Linked DNA regions of Dromaius novaehollandiae: region 1 is linked to region 2. The links are chromatin contacts, called in public Hi-C maps. All regions are on one chromosome and are shown on one strand. Each heading gives the region's core, a stretch centred on a gene start, on an enhancer-like site or on the middle of the called end of the contact. The rest is flanking DNA. Distances are from core to core; before and after follow the strand shown. Region 1 overlaps TEF (TEF transcription factor, PAR bZIP family member). Region 2 holds the start of PMM1 (phosphomannomutase 1).

What was found. A called contact is a pair of places that touch in the nucleus more often than the background predicts.
Region 1: a Hi-C map of brain shows a contact between it and region 2, with 2.2 times the contacts expected there. The contact joins the enhancer-like site here to the promoter of PMM1 in region 2. A contact is called at or near these places in 2 of 4 Hi-C or Micro-C datasets (blood and brain).

What each region holds. Positions count from the first base shown.
Region 1 is chr1:52,096,189-52,103,319 of bDroNov1.hap1, reverse strand. TEF (TEF transcription factor, PAR bZIP family member) reads left to right here. Exons shown (of 5, transcript XM_026101486.2): 5 at 1-478. Among named protein-coding and RNA genes, the nearest start is that of TEF, 27 kb to the left of the region's middle. Within about 2 kb of position 5,094, at least 1 of the 2 cell types and tissues checked has open chromatin away from gene starts, as enhancers often do.
Region 2 is chr1:51,988,422-51,995,591 of bDroNov1.hap1, reverse strand. It overlaps PMM1 (phosphomannomutase 1), which reads right to left and starts at 3,718. Exons shown (of 8, transcript XM_064511831.1): 1 at 3,587-3,718; 2 at 2,457-2,574; 3 at 1,138-1,214; 4 at 524-615. The coding sequence starts at 3,658.

The DNA.
Region 1 (7,131 bases), core at 3,845-6,344, 110 kb before region 2:
GCAGCCTATAGAGTGCATCTGAGATCATCCCAACTGGAAGATGCTGTAGAAATGAATAATAATTATGTTTTAAAGCAGCTGGGTAAAACTCTATTGCCATAAATGATTTTAGTGTATATATAAATCCTTTATCCCAAACAGCTCGTTTTGCACATAAATCTACACACTCCGGGCAGCTGATGGGTGAAAATAAAGGTGCTTAAGCAGCAGTCTAATGGGGAAAGGGCATTTCAGTGCTGCAGAATTGGTATTATTTTGTATTTCCATTTCTTACGCTTTTTCAAATGTATAAACCACGGATTCGAATTCTCAACGTCTTCAAAAACAGCTTGGATTTTGTGAGTAGTTTAAATCCTCTCACTTCTCTGCTCGTAATTTTTTTTAAAAACGCTTTTGTTTAAAATGTAAAATTTTTAGTGTATTAAATTCTGTTAGTACCCTTTCTTTTTAAGAAATAAAATTTATATTCCACTATGCAGAGATCCAGTAACTTTATTGTCTAGACAGCATACTGTGTGCTGTACACATCACTGCCAGCATTATACCTGCAAATTGCATTCAAGTTGGTAGAAATTAAAGCAGCTGGTCACCTTCCAGAATTAGGTACTTGCTGTGCATTTCCTGTGTGTTAACTAACTGCGCAGGTAACAGGTGCACAGTTACTCATTTTTACTTTCTGAATCAACTGATTTGGAAACCATTGCAAGCTTTTGCATTATTAATGTCCTCTAATGACTCTAGGTCAAGCTCTTTCAAATGGGGGTAGGGAATACTGAAAACCAATAGTCAGTGCCAGAAACTCAGTCCTTGCTTTGTTTGTTACTTTGGGCCTGACAGCTGCAAAATAATCAGAATTTAGTTGTCATTCTTTTTGGGGAAGAAGCAGAATTTAGAACACAAGTTTACACAGTGAGGGCAGCTTTCTCCCTCCCTTTCCATCCTTTTTAACCTAGACTTTTTTTTCTCTTAAAGAGCTGGTTGGTGAAGATCCCAGGCTAGATCAGTGTGATAAGAAATGCCTCTCATATACTGACTGTCTGACTTGAAAAAGACAGCTTTTGGGGGGAAAGATGTTTGTTTCCTAGACCTCTTGCAATTCAAGATATTTCAACCTGAGATGCATGCTCTCAAAATGAGATCAGTGATATTTTAGTAAAGTAAGTTTTGTTGGCTCTTTGCTTTTGTAGAGGTATCCTGTATGATCAATGATGGGGGGGGGGAATAAAAAAGAAAATTCTAAGTAGGAAGAAAAGGAGGAAAAATTGGGTTTCTGATTCTGATGGATAGCGACCCAGGCAATATGTGTACATAAGCTAGAAATCTACCTATTTAGAGGGAGGGGCCTGACCTATACTTTGTACTGACAGCAAAGGACATGCCATGGCCAAAACAAGGAATTGCAGTAGAAACTGAGTGGATATAAAAATGTATGGCCTTAACACTAGAATCAGAGTGGAGTGTATTTGATATCTGTTCTCAGTAGAATGGCAGCTGGCAGCAGCATAATGTCTATTATACAGCTCCTTCTTTTTAGGAGATTATGTTTTCTTTTGGGGGCAGGGAGGGAGTTTATAAATGTGCCAACTATGCTCTCTACATTACTAGTTTCGTCTCCTATTTGCAGGCAGTAGTGATCTGAAGAACAGCAGTAGAAAAAATAGCATCCTCTTACTCAATCTCCTTCCTGTCGTGTGTTGGGGTGACTCTGCTGACTTCAAGACCTTAAATACATTTGTGCTCCTTTTTGCTCCTCTTGTCTCTGCTAGATCTGCTAATGGGTGGGGAAAGGATCTGGCACCTACTTGTTTTGTCATAATTTGTAGTGTCAACTGGAAATGCTTTGCTAAGAGATGTGCAAGAGTTGCATCCACTAAGCTTTTCTGGGGATTTCTGTTTGCTGTTGGTTCTGATTGTTGGCAACACATGGCCATTGAGGAAAGATCTTAAGTATCTTATGTGGCTTTCAAATGATACCATTTTCTTATAGCTGGGGAGGGGCTAAATCCATGGGGTGACTACTTTGCAAAAGTGATTTCAAGTTCCAGTTGACCCTGAGTTCCCCTTCAGCCATCCTATGGCCTCGTAGCTCTGTGTGACTGTTCAAGAAGCAAGAAGGAACAGAGGCAACTAAGGAGCAGGCTAGTATCTTCTCTCCTGATGTGCGATGCTAGAAGGAAGTCTATTATGCACCTGGGGAAGCAGCACGTCACACAACAGGGGAGTCCCAGCTCCTGGATGTACCAGGCACATTACTGGACACTGTGTATATATATTCCATATCCACCACCAGCATAATCTCTGGCTGCAGTATGACACCAAAGCCTCTCTCCTGCCCAGAACAGCAGACACAGTAGGTCCAAAGAGCTACAGCTGCACAGAGGCCTCAGAGCGAGAGAAAGTCTTTTGCTCTGCCCCAGAAGCCCAGCTTGTGATGTTGGGAGGTGAGGTGGGAAGGGAGACCAAGCATGTCCATGTGCTGTGCCCTGAGACCTGAGCAAGCTTCTGAGGGATGAAAGGGCACGGGGAGGAAACTGGGAGGGAACCAAATGTGGGGGGTTCCTGCCAAGATCAAGCCAAAAGTTTGCAGTTTAGTTTGGGGAAAGGTGTGTAGGTGTGGGCAGGGTGAATCCGGGAAGTATCAGTGAAAGGGCAAACTGGGCCCAACCTTCTTCCCTTTTGAAAGGGGAGGAGACAGAAAAGGCTGACAGAGCAGAAGACAGATGCTGGCACTATTCCAGATGTGGCAAGAGGCGAGTTCATGCACCTTTTCCCTCTTGTGCTTGATCACATTTAAGGTCAAAATTGGCCCCTGAATGTTTTAATCCTGAACTTTGCCTCCAGCTTGCGAGAGCAAGCTCAGCAACCCAGGCCTGCTTGACCCCTAGGACATCAAGCCTTTGTGTGAGATCCATGCGGCAGTGTGGCTGCTGCCTGTGCCAAGTCAGGAGACTCTTCAACCAGGGGGCCAATAGATTATGCATGTGCACTGCCCCACTGCAAACTCTGCACTGCAGGTATAGATAAGTCTTCAGTAGCATCAGGGAAGAACCAGAGCTTGGAGTAGTCAGTCACTCAAGCATCTCCTAGGTAGTTGTCCAAAAAGGCCAGGCCTGAGACATGTTTTAAGATTCCCTTGCTGTTACCTTTCCTGGTAGAGATGACAGCAGAGCCATGCCATGACCTCAGGGATGAAGACACTCCTACTATTTGCCCGTAAGAAACAATGCTGTGGCGTGGTGACCCACCTGGATGTCCTACTGCCTGGGAGAGAAGCAATCTGCTTAGTACCCACCATGCCAAGGTACCAACCTGCTCCCTCAAATTGGGGCCCTGCTTGCAGAGCACAGCAGGTAGCAGTTGCTGCCCCCAAAGACTTGACCCACTGGTCCCTTCCTCCTTCCCAGACTTCCCAAGTGGCTGGGGACCAGATGTCTGTGTGGGGCACTTCTTTGAGCAGCTCTGCTGGAGGGTTAGGCCCTTTGCAGTTGCTAAGTTTGAGAAAAAATGTTTTGTGCTTACACTGTCACAGCTGAACAGCACAGGAATCCCTTGATTGCTTATTCCTATGGCCAGAGGTCCTTAGGAAACATGGTCTTTGAGTCCTGAGTGGGGATTAAAAAAAAAACACAATGAAAAGCTATGGCCTCAGCAGCTGGAGGCCTGTTCTCCTTTCAGTATAGGCACAACATAGCTGCTTGTTTGCTAGCTGCAGCTCACAGAGGTACACGTAGCCCTGGACTGCCCAAAGTCACTTGCATCTTGAGACCTAAGGGTATATGCACAATATGCATGTGGCGTGCTAATGAGGAAGGAGAGAAGTTTCAAATCCTTTTAGTTTTACTCCCCATTTAATCCTAGCCTCAATACTTACATGTAACTGGGAAGAAATGTGTGGTTGCTCATAATGATTCATTGCTGTTGGTGTTGGAGTTGTGCCTGGAGGCCTGCCTCAGCACCAGGGCCCATTGTGCGGCACACTCTCATCATGTGCACATTTGCACCTTCCTTTGCAAGCACGGCACAAAGAAACCCTGCCCACCAAAACTGCCCTTGTCTCACTGAGTTAATATCTTAGAGGGGTTCAGCCCTGCTCTCCATGAAAGCAGGCCCAAGGCTACTGGGGAAGAGGGTCCCCACACACATTCCCACAGTAGTATAGGCTGTAGGGTGAAGAACACAAAAGGTTTTGGTAGGGATGTGTATCTAGCTGTGCACATATCTACATGTACACACTTTTTCTATTTACTCTAAATTTTAATTGACCTTAGTTAGTGACTGCAGAAGTGTTACTTATTCACCCCTCCAATAGGAAAGTGGAGGCTTGGGTGCAGCCTCACAGCTGCCACAGCAAGAAATTTAACTCAAGTGCTGCTGCCTGCCTTTCAGTGCCTGCATGGTGTGACCTGACTTAACTCTAGCAGAAGGCAGCAGAAATGCTGAAACAGGAAGAACTGCGCTTCTGAACAAGCAGAGTGTCCTTGTGCGCACCCAACACCTGAGCTCAGCCAGTATTTGTGAAGCCCCAACACGGCCAAGGCCCTACAGCCCGTCCCCAGGCTCTGCGGTGCTTTTCATCTCGAGCAGGTTGTCAAAGCCCTGGCGATGAGTGTCCGTCCCACCTGGCTCCCTGCTTCCCCACGGAGGAGGGGAGTTGCCCACTGACCAAAAGCACAAAGTCACTTTGAGGTGTAGAGCAGCACCTCTGCCTCGCCATTCCTCATGCCACGCTGAGGGCATTGCTGCCTCTGCCAGGCTGCCCAGGCCCTGCTAGACCAGCACCTCACGGGGATGGCGGGGGCTGCAGCTGCCGTCCTGCCAGCGCGGCCATTGCACGTGGTGTGTCGGGGGCAACCGATGAAGCCGGGACGCACCCCGGGGCAGCCTCCCCTCCTCTCCCCCCCGCCCCGGGGGCCACGCTGCCCTCGCCCCCGAAGCGAGCCCGCAAACACCCCCGCCGCGAGAAACCCCAAATGGCCGCGGAGAGCCCGCAGGGCCCCCGGAGCCGCCCCAAATGGCGGTTAGAGCTGCGAGGCGGCGCCCTTCCAACGGCGGCCCGCGCGGCGGCGCTGCGGCAGCGCGGCCCAGAGCGCCGCCCCGCCCCCGCGCCGCAGCGGCCGCCCCGCCCCGGCGCCCCGGCTCTGCGGGACGGCGGCGGCCGGGGCTGAGAGGCAGGAAGCGCCTCCGTTCAGCCCGCTCCGGTCCCCGCGTCTCCGCCGTGGGGCTTGGGACGGGGGTTGATTCCTCATCGCAAAGCCCCTCGGATCGCTGTCTCGCCAGAGACTTGAAGCCCCCGTGCTTTGGCAGTAGGCCAGGTGGCATGTGCACCTCTCCTCTGGCAGGGGCTGGAGCCTGGGGCGCGGCTGCAGTTGGCACCTTAAAACCTTTTCTTTTTGTATTTGCTCCCACAAGTATTTACACAGAGTGCGAGCTGGATCCACCCAGCGTGTGTGCAAGTTTCACAGCCCTGTCACTGCTCACAGGGGCAAGCTCGGGCCCATCACAGCAGTCAGCACATTCTTTATCTTGGAGAGGCCCAGAAAGGGCTTGGGTAAAACAGAAAATTCACTGTACTCCACTGTCTTCTGCCGCTGCTGTATCACAGCACCCCATCGTTTCTCCACCGTAAATTATCCCAATGCCCTTGGCAATCAGGGAAGTGTTGTCACCCCAGTTTTACAGCTGGGGCACAGAAGTTCAGGCAGACTTGTCCAGTGGCTTGTCCAGGGACAGGTAGGCAGTCTGTGGCCTTGACCTTATATCTCGCCTTGCCCAAGCCAGGACTGTCAGGGCACAGCGAGGGCTGGCTGCTCCCTATGGGACGGGGAGCCAGGAGCCGTGTTTGGCAACAACACTGGCTGGGCTGGGGCCTCACCAGCCAGCACCCAGCACCGCAGTACCCCAGTGAGAAGAGCAGGGCAGGCCCAGGGTTGCAGCCAGGGTCAACCAAGAGTCCAGCTCACCAGACAAGTCCATGGTGATGAGAGAGGTTCAAGGTCAAGCCAGCTGGACTTGCCGGAAAGGCAAATGAGCGAGCCAGGGTCAGGAACTGGCCCAGTGACAGTAAGCAGGGTTAGACATAGCCCAGTGATCACCAGGCCCTAGAGCCTCAGCTTGAAAGTAGCTCCTGTGAGAAGAGGGACCAGCCCTGGCTGAGGGATCCCTGCAGAGCTATCTGGGAGTGCTCTCTCCAAGGTCACCAATGGAAGGGGGGGGGGGGGCAGCCGTCAGCTACACTATCCCTGTGTTGGCCCTGAGCCCCAGGCAACCAAACCTCCAGGAGGGGAGGGTGTGCTCTCAGGGCCCTTACAAGGACTAGAAGGCAGAGCCAGAGCCTTTTGAAGCTGGGTGTGTGCTCTGATGGGACATTGCAGATGGGTGGATGGTAAATGGGCGGGCGCTCTGAGCAGGGCTTAGGGGCTGTTGATGCTGGCCCAGCTATTCAGCTTTCCATGCAGCTCTGTGCAACCACTCCCTGCTGGTCTGTGCAGCCTGACAGCAAACCAGATGGCCTCTGCAATGGGGCTATATGGCACAACAGAGGAAGAAAATGGCTAGGCTTAGGTGAGGGCCAGATGTGGGGCAGGGATCAAGACTCACAGAGGGATCTGCGTGGCACACATTCATGGCCTGGAATTGACCTTTAGAAGGTCTAAGGCCGGAGGAGGCAGCCTTAACGGCCTATGGGACCTGCTGTCCTCTGACACCTTTCCACAGCCTTCTGAATTGACCCCTTTGCAGTTCTAATCCAGGATCCCACTTCATGATAGCTCTGCCTAGGGTTTTACCCAGCTATCTGTGGCACTGAGGTGTAATCAGAGCAGGCAAAAATAGCTGGCACGCAGTCTCTCTCTGGTCACAATTGTGAGGACAGCCTTGTCTCCGTTGGTAATGTGGGCTCTATGCCACATGGAAGCATAGGCTTGGGACTTTGAATCCTGTCCTTCAGCTCTGCACACACCGTAGCATAGTGCCCAAGAGGGAACATCCAGGGAACATCCAGGGAACATACTCTCCACAGGCCCCTGACCACCTTAACATGAAAGCACCCTATCACTCCCATGATAAAGCTCAGTAGCTGGAAAAGCCTAAAGATATGAATGTGTCATGGGGCGCAAGCGGGGAAGAGCAAAG
Region 2 (7,170 bases), core at 2,469-4,968:
CCAGGGAAGCAAACAGGAGCACATGGTTGGGAGCAGAGCAGGGCCAGCCCTGTTACCAGTGGCTTGAAGTGACACTGGGTTAGATGCAGTGTGAAACCATGCGCTCAGCCTCTGGACTTCCCATCTGAGGACTTCAGCCCTCTTATCCTTTGTCTGTCTGGAGCCCCACACAACCACTCATGCCTGATGCTCTGACCAGGAACAAGCTGTTACCATTGTCTTAAAACAGATGCAGGCAGTGGCCATATCCTGCTTCTGAGGGAAGAAAATCTGAGGGAGGAAAGAGCAGGCCTTATGCTAACAAACAGCACAAACTCTCCAGACCAAAGACATGGTTTGCCCACACTACTCAGCTTGGTGGGACAGCGAGCCTATATAGCGCCTCTAGATACTAAGATAAAACCTGCCAGACCTGGAGCAAAGACAAGCTCAGTAGCCCAGCTGTTCTTAAGAGGGCTCTGAAGGCTTGAGTCCCTTAGAAATCAGTGACACAACTCCCTTTTGTGCAGGCCCGAGCCTTTACCGTTTCTTGGGCAGCTTCAGCAAAGCCATGTAGTTGAGACAGAAGTTGATTAGATCCTGCAGCAACTCTTCTCCCAGGTGGTCCTGAATGGCCTAGGGAGGAGAAGGGGGAGTGAGGAAGAAGCTAGAGGACACATGAAGCCCAGGTTCCTGCTAACTTGTCAGGAAGAGAGGCCCTCAAGAAAATGGCAAAGCCTTTCTGGACTAGGCTTTTCTACCCAATGTGGACAGTATGCAGCGAGGGGAGCTCAAGACAGCAGGAACAGTTCTTTTTTCCGGCCTGTTTGGCTCTTCTGCCCCGGGAGAGCATCAGCCACACAGCCTCTCCTGGGGCTAAGCAGCTGCCACAGCCGCGGTGGTCCTGGCTGTCTCAGCCATAAAACATGTGAGCCCCATGACAGTCAACAGCCGCGTTACTTGTGGGGGATTGCAGGCTCCAGGCCTTGCTCAAACCCAAGAACATGAATAGGAGGAGGGGGACAGTCAAACCTGGCTGCTGGAGGGAACAGAAGAGGTTGCCCTTCTGAATGGGACCGGACACTGCTCCCCATGGTGCTCACGGGACGCACAGGGATGGAGAAGGAGAGCTGTGTTTCCAAGAGCTGCTGGGCCTACCTGCTTGGAGACCAGCTGCCCGTTCTTGTATTGCACAGTACCATTCTCGGCAAAGACGTAGTCAAATTTATTGATGACTGGAGGGGAGGAAATAAAGAAGAAAAAGATTGGTACTGCTTTAGCCTTTGCCTAGGAAGAGGAGCCACATGGAAAGAGAAAAGCTGCCTGTATTCAGGACCCAGGGAGCCTTTCTCCATAATCCTTAGCACCACACTTCTCATCTCCTGGTGCTCAGCAAACGAGCACCATCCCTCACCGCTCCCTGCACAGCAGGGAGGGACATTATCTTCAGCTCCTGGGTGGGATGCTGAGGGAGGAAGGGGGAAGCGACCTGACTGAGGTCACAGACTGAATCAGTGGCAAAACTGAGATAAGAGCTCCAAAACATCAGGCTTTCCACCGTGCGCATGTCCTTCTGCTCCCTCTCTTCCCTTCCCCACTGCCAGGATATTCCCGTGAAGTAGTTACTGCTTATCTAGCTCCGGTCCCTCCTGGGGCTGCCGACTCAGCAATTAATCTCATGCTCCCTTGAGCCGTGAATTACTTCACAGTGTGGCCTCTCTTGGCTAATGAGGCAGAAGAGAGACCTTAGTACCCAACCATGTGTTTGACACTGATATTGCAGAGGGAAAACAAGGCAGAGAGAGACAGGCTACCTGCTTTCCTCTCTCAGTCCCTCCTCTACCTCCCATCCCCATTTGCTTTGCCCAGGTAGCACTCGCGGCTCATCCCCTGCCCACCGCTGCTCAGGGCCACCTGGTCCACAGCACCGCGGGTGAACAGCTTGGGCACCGTCACTTTCCATCTGTTCCGGCTTGGAGCTTAACCGGGAACTCATCAGAGACCCCCGCCACCAAAGGGCACGCAGCCGAGTAGCTCGCAGGGCGACAGGGAGCGAGCGGGGGTGTGGGAGGGGGCAAAATTCACAACGGGCTCTTGATTGCTAAAGGCAGGAGCTGCAGGAGCCGAGAAGATCCCAGCTGTTCTTGCAGCTGCTGTGGCCCTGGATCGGGCCCAGCACCAGACCTGAAGGGGGGTAGCAGCACTCCCAGTCCGCCAGGCAGCCTGCTCTCAGCAGCCGTTAGCCTTTGAACAGCGGCTCCGTGGCTCCTTGGGCACCACCAGCGGCCAAAGGGCAACGGCCATGAAGACAGGCTCAGAGGCGGCTTGTTGATTTTGGATGTACGCAATCCCTAGGCCCCCTGTGCCGTGGTACAGGAAGTCCCAGAGGCTATAAAACATGGCCTCGGCGTCTGCCCACCACCCTCCCCTCGTCCGCTGGCGGCTGCTCCCTGCCTCCGGTGCCCTTGGTGTCTCACCTTCGTTGCCCTCGCCCAGCTGCTCAGCTATCTTGGAGTAGTCGGAGCCTCCCACCACCCCGATCTTGACTCTCTCGCGCAGCTCCTGCAGGAACTGGTCCACTTCTGGTTCAATTTTCTGGAGGGGAGGAAGGAAAAATGGCAGGTTAGATCACAACTGGGAGAGCAGATGAGCCACGGGCCCCAGAGCGGCCCGCAGCAGAGCCACCGCAGACGGCCCCAGCACTGGTGGCAGCGGTGTCTGTCCTTTCCCCCCTTCCCCAAACACCCTTGGGGCCAAGCGAAACGACAGCCCCTTGCTTTCTCCATCCGTCTGTCTGTAGCAGCCTCCATGAACGGGATGCGGCTGGGGCCAGAAGCGGCTCCCACACGCAGGCAGGACCCTGCCGACTTGGCTCCCGCAGCGCTGCACTTGGCCGGGGCGGCAGGCCGGCCCGCACCTCGCTGTCGGGCTAGGAGCGCGGGGGGCTGGACGCATGGGGGGAGGGAGATGGGGTGCACAGGCAGCAGAGGAGGAGGAGGAAAGAGGAACCCCCACGTGGGGCATTTTACGGATGTGCCAGCGCCCCTGCGGTCCTCCGCGTCTTCCTCCCTGCGGGCGGATATTGGTACCTGACCTTCCTGCTCACCGGCGGGCCGTGCCCCATGCCACTCCAAGCGCGGCGGGGAGCAGGCAAACATGACCCCCCCCCCCCCCCCCCGGCCCCTGGGCAGCCCAGAGCTCAGAAACCAGGGCAAGAGTGTGATGGGGCACCTTCCCACGGGGATGGGCCATCGAGTGCCCCAGGTCGGAAAGACACGGGGCAGGAGGGCAGCTGCCCCTGCACGCCCCGGGCTGGTGAAGCGATGGGGCGCCCGGGCTCCTCGTGCCCCACACCGGGCCAGCCTGTGGGGTGGGAGCCGAGCGCAAGGGCCGCGCAAAGACGAAAAAATGAAAATGAAAATAAATGAATTAAAAAAAGAGAGCGCCGCCGCTTCGCTTCTCCATCCCCTGGAGAAAAAGGCCTTTGCTGGTGGGTGACCCCCGCGCTGCAGCTCTCCCCCATCCCCGCCGCCCCGCTGCACCCCCGCGGAGCCCGGCGGCGGCGGAGGGGGGGCTTCGGCGGCCGCCCCCCCGCTGCCCGCGGTACCTGCCGCGCCGGCGTGAGGGTCCCGTCCACGTCGAAGAGGCAGAGCACCCGGCCCCCCGCCGCCGCAGCCATCGCCGCCGCCGCCCGCCGGCCTCCGCGGGGGCGGCCCGGGGGCGGGTCCGGGCGGCGGCACCTCCCCGCGACGCCGGATCCGCCCGGCCCGGCCTCACTGCGGCGGGGCGGCGGCGGCGGCGGCGGCGGCGGCGGCGGCGGCGGCACCGGCCTGCGGCTGCTGCCCGGCTCCGGGGCTGGAAGGTCTGAGCGGCTGCTGGGGCGCAGCGCCCTCGTGAAGGGCTGCTCTGCCTGGAAATTTGGCTGGTTCCTCCCCCCCCCCCCCCAATTCTGTCAGCTGGCTGGCTGAAAGGTATCGCCTCTCTTCACAAGCTTTGCTTCTCCTGAATCGCAGCAACGTCGTTATAAAACGCCTTCAACCCAACGTGCTGAAAAACAGGGCTGTTGGCTTAGTTAATTCGCAAATGTTCCCCACTGTCTCTGGATGGTGGGATTCATCGCATTTACTGCTGTATCTACAGCGCTGCCGTGTCTTTCAGGGCTGCAATTCTGGATAAAGCTACCCGGCAAGCTCAAATCCTCAGGGAATTTCGGTGTCCTAAGGAGAGGAGGAGGAGGAAGCAGTGTGCACTCACCCGTTCAGTGTTCGTGCCTGGGCAGGCGTCCGAAACAGGCTGCTCTTTCGTGAGCAGCTGGCGTTTTCACTGGAGCAGCGTGGTTTTCAGCCTGCACCCTTCCGCACAAAGTCAAGCCTATTTCTTGCAGTAACTTCTGCTCTGACCTGCTTAGCAGTTACCCCACAAGTAATTTAGGATCTAATCAGGCCATCTGGTAAGATCATATTCATAAGGTTTAGTATTCTGCAGGCCTGTTACGTAACGGCAGACAGCCTGCCTAGCAGCAGTCCCGTATGAGAAACCAAATCTTTCCCGAATTACCTGTTAACCTCAGCAACAACTTGGAATTTTCAATGTTTTTGCCCAGCAGTTTGCCTTCCTTCTCTCCCTGGAACATGCTGCCAGTCTCGAGCTGGGAGAAGAGTATTAGTCTGATAGGGTTTTCTGAGTATTATTTGCTTCTAGGAAATTGTGCAACCACTTTTTCCAGTTCCCTGCCAGACTCCTTTCAAAATGAAGCATTCAGGTGACTTCCAAGGCTCCATTTTTGCTAATGATTTTGGTTTTTCTGCTCCCACACGATAGAAGTGTGACATACAGAAACAATGTTAAAAACTTATCTCTATGCCATTGGCTTGGAGAAGGTTTACCAAAACATCCTCCATTACTTGTTGGGGGAGGCATTCATTGCCTCCAGCAGTTAATGTCACCAGGGTAACTATTATTGCACTGTTACTGGGAGCTGCTTCAGTAGCAGATTGAGCTCCTGCAACTTGGCGCCCATGTGGGGGGATCACTGCAGCTTGGTATGCCAATATTCACCCTATTTCCTGAGGAGCATTCAGGGAGCAGCACTCAGGGAACTGGGATAAGGGACACATGTCCTTGGGAGGGCAACTATTGTGAGCACTGAGTATGGCCATGAACTCTCTGGGCCACTTTGGGTGCTCCACGAGGCAGGGACCTCTTTCTGTACCGTGTCTACCAGAAAGGCTTGGAAGTGAAGTTGGGGAAGCCTCTGAAACAGAAAGGAAAGAGAAAGTGGCATGGAAATTGCTTGGAGATGATGCCACAAGCTGTAGGGGGGTAAAAGGACTCTGGCTTATTTATGCTACAAAGAATCCCACTGAAAAGGAAACTCTGATACTGTCCTATTGCAGGAGGTAACTGTGCTGTGGCAAGTAGCATCCAGGTGAGCTCCAAGCCCAGTGCTCATGCATTCACCATCCTGCACAAAAGACCCAAGTTTTCAGGGTCCCACAGCCAAGGATCTGGTGCACAAAACAGGCACAGTCGCCATCGCCTTTATAAAGAAATTGGGATGTGAAGGGGGTCCAGTCTCTCTCCCCGTGTCCAGGCAGCAGCACCCGTTATCTTGTGAGGAGCAGAACACAATGTTAATTTCTGAAAAGTAAGTAATTTGGTGTCTGTTCATCCCTAGGTCTCCTGGTCTTTCCTCTGAATGAGCCAAGGCTACTGCTCACTTGCCCTGGCTGGCAATGCAAGCAGTTGGGATGGCAACGAAGAGGCTCCTCTGCTTCAAATGTAGCATTGAGTGGTCTTGGATAGGTATTACAAGTTGTATTTGCCCTGGCATTGACATTTCTGCAGAATCACTGTTTCTGGGGACTTCTGGTTCACAGCCTGGTTATGATATCCTGCATCTGGAAAGCTGGGCTCTGTTCTTGGATACATTGAAACTCCCAGACTGCTTGCTCTATGCCCACTTGCTTGGTGTTAAATTTGGTGCTGAATTTTTAATCTGGTTTAAGATTATGCTCTGTTACAGGGCTCACCTATGTGTCATTACTCCCTGATTAGTCAATGTATGAAGATTTACTCCAGAATATGAATACCTCAAGGTGTCTCTATCATGGCATGCTGAAGAATGAGTAGAGATACCTTCATGAATTCAGATTGCTTCACTACCAGAAACCAATTCACCGTTCTTCCATGCATTGGAGCTGTGTCCTAATCCGCAGGGCTCTCAAAAGACAGAGTCCTGGAGTTGGATACACAGCGAACTCCTGGGGCTTCCAGAAATACAAGCCATTTCTTCTCTGTAAGCTGCAGTAGGCAGTACAAGGATGAGACTTCTCACATCTAGGTGGAAGGGGTGTGGTGCTGGTAAAGCCTGCCAGCTCCTGTTACAGCCCTGGTGCTGTAGTGTCACTCTGGTTCCTGCCATAGCCCAAGCTGCCCAACCATCCCTTCTTCTAGCTTCTTCTATATGCAGCTTTCTTCTCTGGGAGAGGCACTCTGACCCATTGCATTGACATTACTAATTGACATGCCAGAAGTTGTGCTGAACCTTGCAGTTATTACTGGGTCAACCCTCTTCCCACTTGGACTCCTAGACATCAGAGTATTCTTTGCAGTCTCCTGCTGTCAAATGCATATTTTCAAAAAGAAAAAAAAAAGTCTCCCAATTCTATGTGCAACCCTAGCTTCCTTGTGCTTAGAGAAGCTGAGCACTCATCCTTTTCCACACAGAGCTCCCGCTGCACTCCTTGCTTTCAGGAGAAACTAGCGTGTCACTGACCTCCGGTATTTCCAACCTGGTTAGGAATCTGGCCTGTTGGCTGCTGGCTTGTCTCAGCATCTCACTTTTCTGAAACCTGTCTGCAAACCATGTGCCCCTTCCTTGACACCATGTTATAAAAATAGGAATCTGGTTCCAAACAGATCTAGAACAAATGAAGGGAGTATGGCTTAGCAGATGTGGAGACCAGAATTAGAACAAAAATATTTTGCTGTGTGTATGCATTTTATGCCTCTATTCCAGTAAGCATGAGGAACAGAGGAGGCCCACCACCATATCTAATTTCAGGTATGATAAAGAGGACACAGTCTCAAGGGAATCTTGGTGCCAGTCTTTCCTTGGCATCTGAGACCAACAAAGGGGTCTGTTTTGAAGGACATACTTATGGGCATCTTTCCCCTTAGGCGCCAAAC